2 separate regions of the Mus musculus genome follow, and region 1 is linked to region 2. The links are chromatin contacts, called in public HiChIP or PLAC-seq maps. All regions are on one chromosome and are shown on one strand. Each heading gives the region's core, a stretch centred on a gene start, on an enhancer-like site or on the middle of the called end of the contact. The rest is flanking DNA. Distances are from core to core; before and after follow the strand shown. Region 1 overlaps Tprg (transformation related protein 63 regulated). Region 2 overlaps Gm31814 (a long non-coding RNA gene).

What was found. HiChIP or PLAC-seq counts read pairs in DNA pulled down with a chosen protein or histone mark.
Region 1: a contact with region 2 is called in a FOXA1 HiChIP or PLAC-seq map of pancreatic cancer cells. The contact joins two enhancer-like sites. A contact is called at or near these places in 2 of 15 datasets of contacts at CTCF or cohesin (both in the NIH/3T3 cell line) and 1 of 115 datasets of contacts at active chromatin or transcription factors (pancreatic cancer cells).

The regions. Positions count from the first base shown.
Region 1 is chr16:25,374,248-25,379,489 of GRCm38.p6, forward strand. All of the region lies in intron 4 of Tprg (transformation related protein 63 regulated), which reads left to right. Among named protein-coding and RNA genes, the nearest start is that of Tprg, 90 kb to the left of the region's middle. Within about 2 kb of position 2,649, at least 33 of the 459 cell types and tissues checked have an H3K27ac peak or open chromatin away from gene starts, as enhancers often do. A contact at or near this core is called in the NIH/3T3 cell line and pancreatic cancer cells, where this site is marked.
Region 2 is chr16:24,184,391-24,189,305 of GRCm38.p6, forward strand. It overlaps Gm31814 (a long non-coding RNA gene), which reads right to left. Exons shown (of 3, transcript XR_003951916.1): 3 at 1,667-1,895. Among named protein-coding and RNA genes, the nearest start is that of Gm32126, 27 kb to the left of the region's middle. Within about 2 kb of position 2,506, at least 31 of the 459 cell types and tissues checked have an H3K27ac peak or open chromatin away from gene starts, as enhancers often do. A contact at or near this core is called in the NIH/3T3 cell line and pancreatic cancer cells, where this site is marked.

The DNA of each region.
Region 1 (5,242 bases), core at 1,399-3,898, 1.2 Mb after region 2:
GCCAAGAATGCCCTGGACTTGATCTTGATCCTGGGTGTGGCCCTGTCCACTCACTCATAATGACCAGGGAGGCGTGTTGACAAGCATGGGTGGATGCTGTAGGATCTCGGAGCTATTTCTTGGCAAGCTTTTGTGGGGAGGCGTTCCCCAAATGCCACAATCCTGTTATTTTTGAGCAGTGGACTAAACCCAGGTGCCTGATTGGACAAGACCACTCCCAATTTCTTCCAGATAAATATTTGGTTGCCAAGAAGTTATATTTAAATGAGAAATACCTCCTTAGGAAGTTGCTGCCTAGGGATTCCGGTACACATCAGGATGGATCTCACCCCTCCCGAGGAATGCCTGAGCAGACCCTAAATTTACTTGGCACTCACTGTATAATGCGAGGACACCTGCTTTGCGTTGTGTCAAAGTCTGTTCCTCTGGATAACAAGGAAATATTAGAGATGAAGCTTTTCTTCTGAAAGTGCTGTTAGCCTCCAGTATCAGGGCAATGGTGTCAGGACAGACAGGAGCCTGAAGCACAATTAGAGCAGCCACTAAAGACTTGGGGGCTCAAAGGAGAAAGTGGTTTTCTGCAGAGCTGGCTCTTTTCTAGCAATCTGTCCTAGAGTCTAGAATCTTGGGTTCTTGTTCTCTTGAGTTGCTCTCGCTTGCTGTCAATCTTTAATGTTACATTAAAATGCAGCATATCTGAAGTCCATGTAGTTACCCCGGCAGCTGCTGGGTGGCAGCAGACGTGCTCCAGCAGTGGTTAAGGAAAGTGCAGAAGGGCAGAGCTGCAAGATTCTCTGCACACTTACCTCTGTCCTGGTGGGACACACACACACACACACACACACACACACACACACACACATTCATGCATGCATGCACGCACGCAGGCACAGGGCAGAGACAAATGATAGCTAATTTTGAATTTTATAAAGAAATTGAGGACACTTGTTATGAAACAACCATCTAAACAGTAAATACTGGGACATCTTGAGTCTCTTTGTTGCTAGGCTGTGTAGGGTGTTTCCCACTACACTTACAGTTCTGTAAAGAGATGGGTTGTTTTCTTTACACATGAGTTCTCTGAGTTGCATCAAAGGAGAGGCACAGCCTTAGGCTCTAGGGTACAGAGTTGAAATGGCCCTGTTATGTTGAGGCTGTGCATCTTTCAGAACTGCTGATTCCTGGCTCCATTTAGGGTGATGGCTGCTGCAGCCGCAGCTGTACCCATAATGGTATATAACTGAAGCTCGTCCACATGCACATAAAACATAGTGGCCATCTTGCTCCTTCACTGAGGTCCCTCAGTTGTTATAAGCTGTTACAGGAATCTAGCAGAAAGGAACTGACTCTCCTGGCCATTGTGCTTGCATTTAGTTTGTTTGTTTGTTTTTTGCCATTTTTATTAGATCTTTGAGAATTTCACAAAACATATTCATCTCCCTCCCCCGACTCCTCCCAGACCTTTCCCACTCACCTAACTTTGTTTCCTCTTCATTAATTTAAACCCATCAAGTCCAATTTGCATTGCCATGTAGTCCTGGAAATGTGACTTTCCAGGGGACTGTGGTTGACCCACCAGGGGTTACAGCCTCAAAGAAAACTGTTTCATTACTTCTCTACATTATTGACCTATAAATCCTTTTCTCCCAATCATAATATTTGTGTCAGAAAAATTCTGGAGATAGAGGGACCCATAGAGACTATATAAGACCCAGAAGGGCAAAGCAACTTAGGTAAAATTACAGTTACAGAGACATAAACAACTGTGGGGCCCTGACTACTCAGGAAAACTCAGGCTTGGATCACAAAGCAAAGTGGCTTCACATACTGACTCTTATTTCTTGTCAGCCAATTCTCATCAGTAAAGACGGAAATTAATAACAGCATTTCAGGGATGTTGGTCAGTGTAAGCAGGTACTCTATTGGAAAGCCTAGTGGTTTGCTCATATGCAGTCTCTTGAATTTGGTTTGGACTCTTGGTGAGATCATGTGTTTTACAGTTTACAGCACAGTTAACCCTCCCCACCTGGTACAAGAGTACAACTCAGCCCTTGGTGGGAAAACAGTGCAAACAGTCCCTTCAGAATGTCTTCACGTCATAGGCTAACCAAGTTATAGCATGCTTTTCCCATATGTAGTTTAAGCATCTATTATTATGTTTGGGATATGCTTTGGCTTGTATTGCCAAACCTGTATAATTAAGTGTTATATTATAGTGGGCTCCACAGCATTGGGCAACGAAATGAATTCTGGCCTTGTAATCAGCTGAATTTTGTGCCAACTCTACAAGGCACTAGCTCTGTGATTGTACACGAATTTCCTTTCGAATCCATAAAGTGACAGTTCAAAAAAAAGAAAAAGGGGATATGACCGATTTTCAGATCTCATTTGCGGGGATTTTCTTCTGGGAATGCATCGGAGACTCCTACTGTCTGTGTAAGGTTTCATGTTGACTGCTGAGATCACTCTTCTAATCAAATCCGCTCAATCGTGGATGATTAAGATGATTTCCCAACCGCAGACCTCTCCTGCTCAAAGTTCTCTCTTTAAATTTACTGCCAGAGCTCAGTGGAGTTCAGTAGCCAGCTCAGATGCTGACAGACCTGGGAGACAGTACCGCCTCCTACAGGAAGGTGGCGCGAGAGACTCTTCTCATAGATCAACCAGGAGGCTAATGGCCTGGAATGGAATACTCACAGAATCAGTAAACTGGTGACCATTCAAAGCAGACTTCCCTTTTCGGGCATCCGGACTGTTAGTTGTCCAGCCTCAGAGGACTTCTGGTAAAACAGAATTGACTTGGGGAAGACTTTGCTTGTCATGATTTTCCCTGAGTGAAGTGGAAGTCAGCTTCTCTAAGAGTCGCCCTCCTCCCCCTTCTCTTCCTTATCTCCATGGAGTTAGGAGTCAGCCCATTAATTCAGTATCTATTCAGTTCTTGCAGTGTGCCAAGCATGCCAGAGCTGAGCTCTGGGGAGCAATGTGTGAAGTATTCGTTTTTCCGGGGCAAACGGTGAGATTGGAGAAGTATTAAGTATACGGCGTGTGGCAAATGCTGATACTTGTGACCCAGGTGGCACAGAAGGAGTGAAGGGGGCTCACTCAGAGGAGGCTACAGGAAGGATTCTCCAAAGATCCAGAATTTGAAAAATGTTCACTCTCTCCTTCATTTCAGTCCTCCTTGAGCTGATTATCCTGGTAGACAGTGACAAAGAGCACATTCTGGGGGGGGGGGGGGGGGGTCACACGAAGACTGGGGACACGAGTTCTCAACCCAGGCTTATTACTATTGTCCCTGCACAAAGATGGATGGAGGAGACGATCGGAATAGGTTGTTCAGTCCTTGCTGTCTAATTGGTCTCCGTCTCTCTTTCTTTTCCCCACTGATTAGCCTAGAAAAAAAAATCGCTATCTTTCCTAAGTGTTGGCTTTCTTAAAGTTCAGTGTACCCCATCTTCCATGACATAGACCTTTATTGGGGGGCCCTTAGCTTGTGGTTGAAATGTTCACAGTTCTTAACTGGAAAACACTGTTGAGAAAAGCCACAAAAATTGTGAACGTGCCCAGGCATATTGGAAGCTGCCCCCAAGGTCTTTCCATTGACCAGCACAAAGACTATGACGAAGGTGCTGTCTGCCCACTCCTATGTGGAAATCGTGTTGTGTTTGTCTAGAAGCCAGAAGGAAAAAAAATATATGTTGAAAATGGCCTGATGACAGCCTATTTTGAGATACAGATGCCTTGCTACTTCAAATCCTTTCTTGCAAAAATTCTTATAGTTGAAAGGTTTTCATTGGTCTGAAGTCCAAGGAAATGAGCGTCCTTCCTTATCTAATTTAGCTAGACTGACAGTTTGCCTGTAGCTATTGGGAAACAGAGGGCTACTCACAGCCATTGGAGTGAAACCTCTGGGATATGGGATACAGTTCCTAAGTTTGGCCACAGAAATGATTTTTTTCTTTAAAAATGCCCCAGAATGTAATTATATGTCTTTAAACTGGATGCATTTCCAGATCAACATCACTGTGGACTTGGGGTGGGCAGTTCTATATTTATAGAAGTTAAGCTTTGTGAGACTGATCTTTTTTTATTTTTTAGAGGTTCTCATGTGTAAAATATAGAAGGTGTTCTTCATTGAGGCATGGAACCTGATAGTATCACGCAGACTTCACCAGGCCCAAGGTGTTGAGGGTGTCTCAACCGGCTGTCCACTCAGGAAAATACTTAAATGAACTTAAAATAAAAAAAGAAAAGATCTATTTTTAGCTCAGTTTTTATAGTTTATGTCATCTCTTGGTCATGTCTTGAGGCCTGAGATGAGGCAGCCATGGCTGAAGTGTTTGATGAAGAAGTCTGCTCAGGTCATGGTCACCAGAAAGCAAAAAGAGGAGAGGCAAAGTTCAAGGTGGTGTCCCTGTAATCTAACTCCACCTTATTGGGTCCATCTCCAGAAAGTTCTAGTATGTCCAAGAACTGCTATAGGCTGTGGCCAAGCTTTTACCACATGGCCCTCCTGAGAACACTTAGCATCCATACCATAAGACAGGGCACAGAGTTTCTAGAATATTTTTGCTTAGCTTTGATCACTATTTTAATTTCTTCTTTGAAGAAAGAATACTATATTTTCTCAAGAATATAACTGGAAAATTTAGTGAATAGTGTATGTTGGAAACTGAAGTCATAGTTGACTCTTACAGTCATAGCCCATAAGTAGGTAATTTATCAAATATGTGCTAGGATGAAGGTGTTGTATGTGTGTATGTATGTCTTTTTATTACCCCAAGAAGAAAAGAACAGAAGGCCTGTGGGGAGATTCTGGGCCTTTTCCTTATTGGCTGTACTCCTCCGAATCAGCCTTGTTCTTGACAGCTTGACTAAGACATGAGGCAGCATGCATAGAAATACTATGCGAAGCCAAGTTCAAACACGTTCTTAAAAAAAAAAAAAAAAAAAAAAAAAAAGCATGCACAGCACGTGAATACATCTAAGTCGCTACTTCAGCTATTGAAGTGCTGTGGACCTAAGTGATACAGCCTTTGCTACTAATGATGCCTGGGGTAATAGCAGAGATAACTCAGGGATGTGGAAAAGTATGCTGTGAGGTACAAAGTGATTGTGGCAGTTGAGCTGAGTCCATACGCTGGCAACAATTAGCTATGATATACCCAAGAAACAGGAAGGAAACAAACAGACTATGGCATGGCCTTGGAGACTGGGTACAAATAGGTGATTGGAATTTGAT
Region 2 (4,915 bases), core at 1,256-3,755:
TCAGAGCCCCTGTGATCTTTTTTTTATTATCCATCTTGCATGTCTAATTAAATAAAAAGCTTTCTATAATACTATTGTTCTCAGATGACTTGTCCATTCACAGACGCTCGGCAACTCCTAAACACCCAACAGTTAAAACTGCAGCCATTCATTTGGAGTCTCCTTGCATTCATTTACAATGGTGGCTTTGAAATGTCCTCCTGACATTATTTGTACTGCTTCAGCCTTTAGGGGTTGTTTGAACCCCCACAACATGCATTTAAGCCTCTGGAGTATTGCCCTGGGTTTACACCTCAACACATTACAAAATGCTTTCTCCTGGAAAAAAAAAACAAAAACAAAAACATTTCTGGATTCACCCTGGCTCATAGTGATTCTTCCTCCTGACATTCCAATGCTTGAATCTGCCACAACACTCACTCTCTGGACCTTCAGTGCAAAGGAACATCAGGAAGGCATGCAAACTGCCTCCGCAGGCTGGTCTGGTTTGCTTTCATCAACTGGACACCAAGTAGAGTCACCCAGAAAGAGGGACTCTCACTTGAGATTTCCTTCCATCAGACTGACCTGTGGGTATATACCCGTGAGACATGTTCTTGATTAATGATGACTATGAGATGACTTGGTACACTGTGGGAGGTGCCATACCGGGATACATGGTCCTGAGTTGTGTAAGAAAGCAGGTTTAAACCACACTAAATCCTAGTGCTGAGAAGGGGAAGTAGATGCAGAGCCCCGCCCCTAAGAAGTTATTTGGGATTGATTGTCAGCTTCTGGGAAAGAGAAAGTCCATTTTCTCCAATGGAGTGTCACTGGATCTACCAACCACAGCCCAGGGCAGGTCCCATGCCCAGGAATAGTGTACTAACACTAAACAAACTCCTTGTTTGTGGGTTGGTTTTTTCATATCTTTTAGTGGCTTTGTTTTGATCATTGGGAAATTTGTTTCTTTGTTGTTGTTGTTGGTGGTGGTGGTGGCTTTTTTCTTTAAAGAGAGAAAGAAAGAACATAAAGTTAGGTAAATAGGGTGAGCCTTCAGGAAGAGCAAGGGTTGAGAGGGAGGAGTTTGGGGCTTAGGAACAGCCAGCTTCTTGCTCTGGGGTCCATCTCTGCCTCTGAGATAGTCCGAAGAACATGTGCCACCCACATTAGTTCTATGTGTTTACTCATCCTTTGAAGTGACTAATTAAATTCCACATGCTTAAGACATATAGCATGATGTTTTGATATCAGTACACATTATGGAATGACTAAATCAAACTAATTAATGTATGAATCACCTTATCATTTTTATAATGCTGAAAAGAAATTCTTTGGAATTTTTTTAAGAGGACAATATATTATTATCCTATATTATCTCTGCTCACCATGTGCAATAATATTCTCCATTTTCTCTGTGTAACTGAAATTCTGCATTCTTTTTACCAGTCTCCTCAGTCCATTCCATAACCTCTAGAATGACCATTCTCCTTGCTACTATGGTTCAGTTTTTTTGAGCCTGTAAATGCCATATTGTTTCTTTGGGGTTCAGGGCTCGCATCATGGACAGGCTGCAGAGGGCCATGTAGCCCTAACACTTTTATACCCTCCCTTCATTTACCACCCCCACCAACTCTAAATCAGCCAAGATATTTTAAACCTTGTTTTGATCTTCTTTGCATATCAGTTACACTATTTCTGAGGGTGTTTATTTTTATTTTTTTTTCCGGTGGTGAGCACATTGCTTTGAGCCCTTTTTGTAGCACGTTTCCACTTCCTCTCACTTTCCCGCATGCCTCTGTGACCTCTAGGCATGTGGCTCAGAGCAGGCTAGATGATTTTCATAGGGCTGGGAGCTTTGCTGTAGCCTGGGGACATAGGTTCTTCCGCCTCTGGTGTCCCATCGCTCCTGACATCTGCAGAGATGAGATGAAATTTCAGTTGTTTCCTTTGCCCTATCTCCCGAGGAATCAGCTCTCATCCCCAGTCAGAGAGAGGGGAAAGGCAGTGAACTGCACAGAACAGAGGCCAGGGATAGCTCTGATAGTAATTTGGAGAAAAATCCTCATCCTGTTTAGGTTGAACTTAAAATTCCCAAAGCTCCTGTTTCTTTGTTTCCAGCATACTTACGAGCATAAGAACTTGGCTGGATCAGCCGGGCGTGGTGGCGCACGCCTTTAATCCCAGCACTCGGGAGGCAGAGGCAGGCAGATTTCTGAGTTCAAGGCCAGCCTGGTCTACAAAGTGAGTTCCAGGACTGCAAGGGCTATACAGGGAAACCCTGTCACGAAAAACCAAACAACCAAACAAACAAACATTTACTGACTTACTGGATCAATAGCAAAGTAACGATGAACTAAGGGACTAGAACCAATGCATTAGAGATATTGGAGGATTGAGCAAGCATTAAGAGGTGTTTGTTAAGGGTTTTTTGGTTTGTTTGTTTTTTAACTGAGTTATCCCTTTCTGAGAGTGTCCTGTGTTCTTTGACTCATAGGACATACGTATTAAGCCCTGTGAGTGAGTTGCACTGTGACTGAGCCACGCACTCCCACATTCTTCATACAAAAGCATACTCAATTAGTCAGCTAGTAATATTATTTGTCCAGTACTCACACTTGTTCTCACTGGTTACAAACCTACCTACTGATGTGAACTGTGTTGGGCATTTATTTTGAAAGCCCTAGCTTTAATGGTCACAATTCCTTAACTATCCAGAAAAACAAAGGCATCCTGGCCTGTTAGAAACTAAGTTTCAGAGTGGAAAAACAGGTAAGAGGGGCCTGCTGAAGCCAGATGGTGAGATTCAGATAGAAACCTCCATTTGCCTCCTGTGCAGTTTGGGACAAGTTGAAGTCTTTGAAATGGAAACAAAGCTGTTCGTTAGACCTGCATATCACTGCAAGAGATAACTCTCCTCGTCAGCGCTAAGTGCTCCACACAGCTAGCTCGGCTATCACCGTGTTAGACAGGAAATTAAAGGTCATTTTGTCCTGTCCTCTCACTTGAAAGAAGAGGAAACTTTGACTATGGTTGTGCCACCCAGATGGTTCATAGCTGCGCTGACTAGAACTTTGACTTTGATTTTGGGGCAATGTCTCTGTCTGTAGCCCAGGTTTGCCACAAATTTGCAGCAAGTCTCCTGCCTCACTGTCTCTAGCATCTTTTTCTTTTTCTTTTCTTTTTCTTTTTTTTTTTTTTTTTTTTTTTTGGGGGTGGGGGAGGTTTCAAGACAGGGTTTCTCTGTATAGCCCTGGCTGTCCTGGAACTCACTTTGTGGACCAGGCTGGCCTTGAACCCAGAAATCCGCCTGCCTCTGCCTCCCAAGTGCTGGGATTAAAGGCATGCACCACCACCGCCAGGCTTTTTTTTTTTTTTTTTTAACCATTTTCTTAATAAAAAGCAATGGGTTCCTGAATTTTCAGGATGGTCTTCCCTTCCCAGAACATATTTAGGAGATGTGGATGCTCCTATTTGCTTTAAGTTAGTACAGTATTTGCCTGTAGTGGCTTGAAAAAGATGACGGCTCCATCTGTCTTGTGTTTTAAGTGCAGATTCAGGGCCCTGATTCTTTGGTTTGAGAAGACGTGAGGATGAGTAAAGTTCTGGGAAAGTACACCAGCATCAAGCCTTCCTTTTGCTGTTGAACAGGCCGGTGTACTTTCCCAGAACTGAAGAAAGAGACCAGGGTGGGGAGGTTGGAGACAGAGACCGACCACTCCCCCCAAACAACAAACAATCCCATTGCTTTTAACACCAATTCCTCATGTAGATGTTGCCACAAGAAGCTTTAGCTGTCAACCGGACATTAACCTGAGTCACCTCTGGGAAGAGGGAGCCTCAGTTGAGGAATTTCCCACGTTGGAGTGGACTGTGGGCACTTTCTTGATTGCTAATGGTGAAGGAGGCCCTGTGGGCTACATCAAGCCTAGGCAGGTGGGACTGGGCTGTGTAAGGAGGTAGCTGAATGTGAGCCTGAAAGCAAGCCAGTGTCTTCCACTTCTTGCTTTCAGGTCACTGCCCTGAGCTCCTGCTGAAATCAACTCCTTTCCTCCTCACGTTGCTTTTGGTCCTGATATTTATCACAGCAAGAGAAAGCAAACCAAACACAAATGTGAGTCATCCGACTCTAACTTCTTTCTTTTTCCCTCTAGCCACAAAGAAGTCAGGCAACGCATAGAAAACACGATAACGGACAAAGAAGACCGTATAAAAATGAATACCAACCCAATATCATAAAAATAGACTACAATATCTCTAGTTCCACGCTCTCTGTGTGATAGCCACTGTATTTAGCTACATTATTAAATAAGATTTAAGATTTAAAGTTTGGGCTCACTGGACATACTTTAAGGCTTACTAGCCACATGCAGCTAATGACTTCTTACTGGACAATCATTGCAAATAAAAATACTGCCACAATTATAGGACTTTCTATTGGGCAGTGTTGTCTATACAGATAACACATTTGCAAGAACTTAACAAAATATTGACTCTGGGTGTCATGTTATCCGACCCCAAAAGAGATAAATTAGAATCAGTGCTGCATTAGCAATTCATCAAAGAAAATGAACCTTTTTGGGTACTTAGACCTAAAAAGAATCCCACGTGGTATTTCATGCAAATACTCATGTACTGACAGAGCAATTAATGCCAAGAGCCTTAGAGACAAAGTAATGACGAATTTTAAACTTAATTTTTGTCAAAGTTGACGGTATTAGTTACTAAAACTTAACTCATTGGAACTAAGACTTCAGTGATACATTTAGAATTTACAGGAAGATCTTAGTGGCTTGGCTGAAGTGAATTTACATGGATAATGAGGCCTGAGGGGCAAGATGAAACAGGAATGTTGATCTGGAAGGCAAGCCTCCAAACACAAGGAAGACATACACAGAGGTTCAGATATTGAAAAAGCATTAGGAAGTGTGATAGG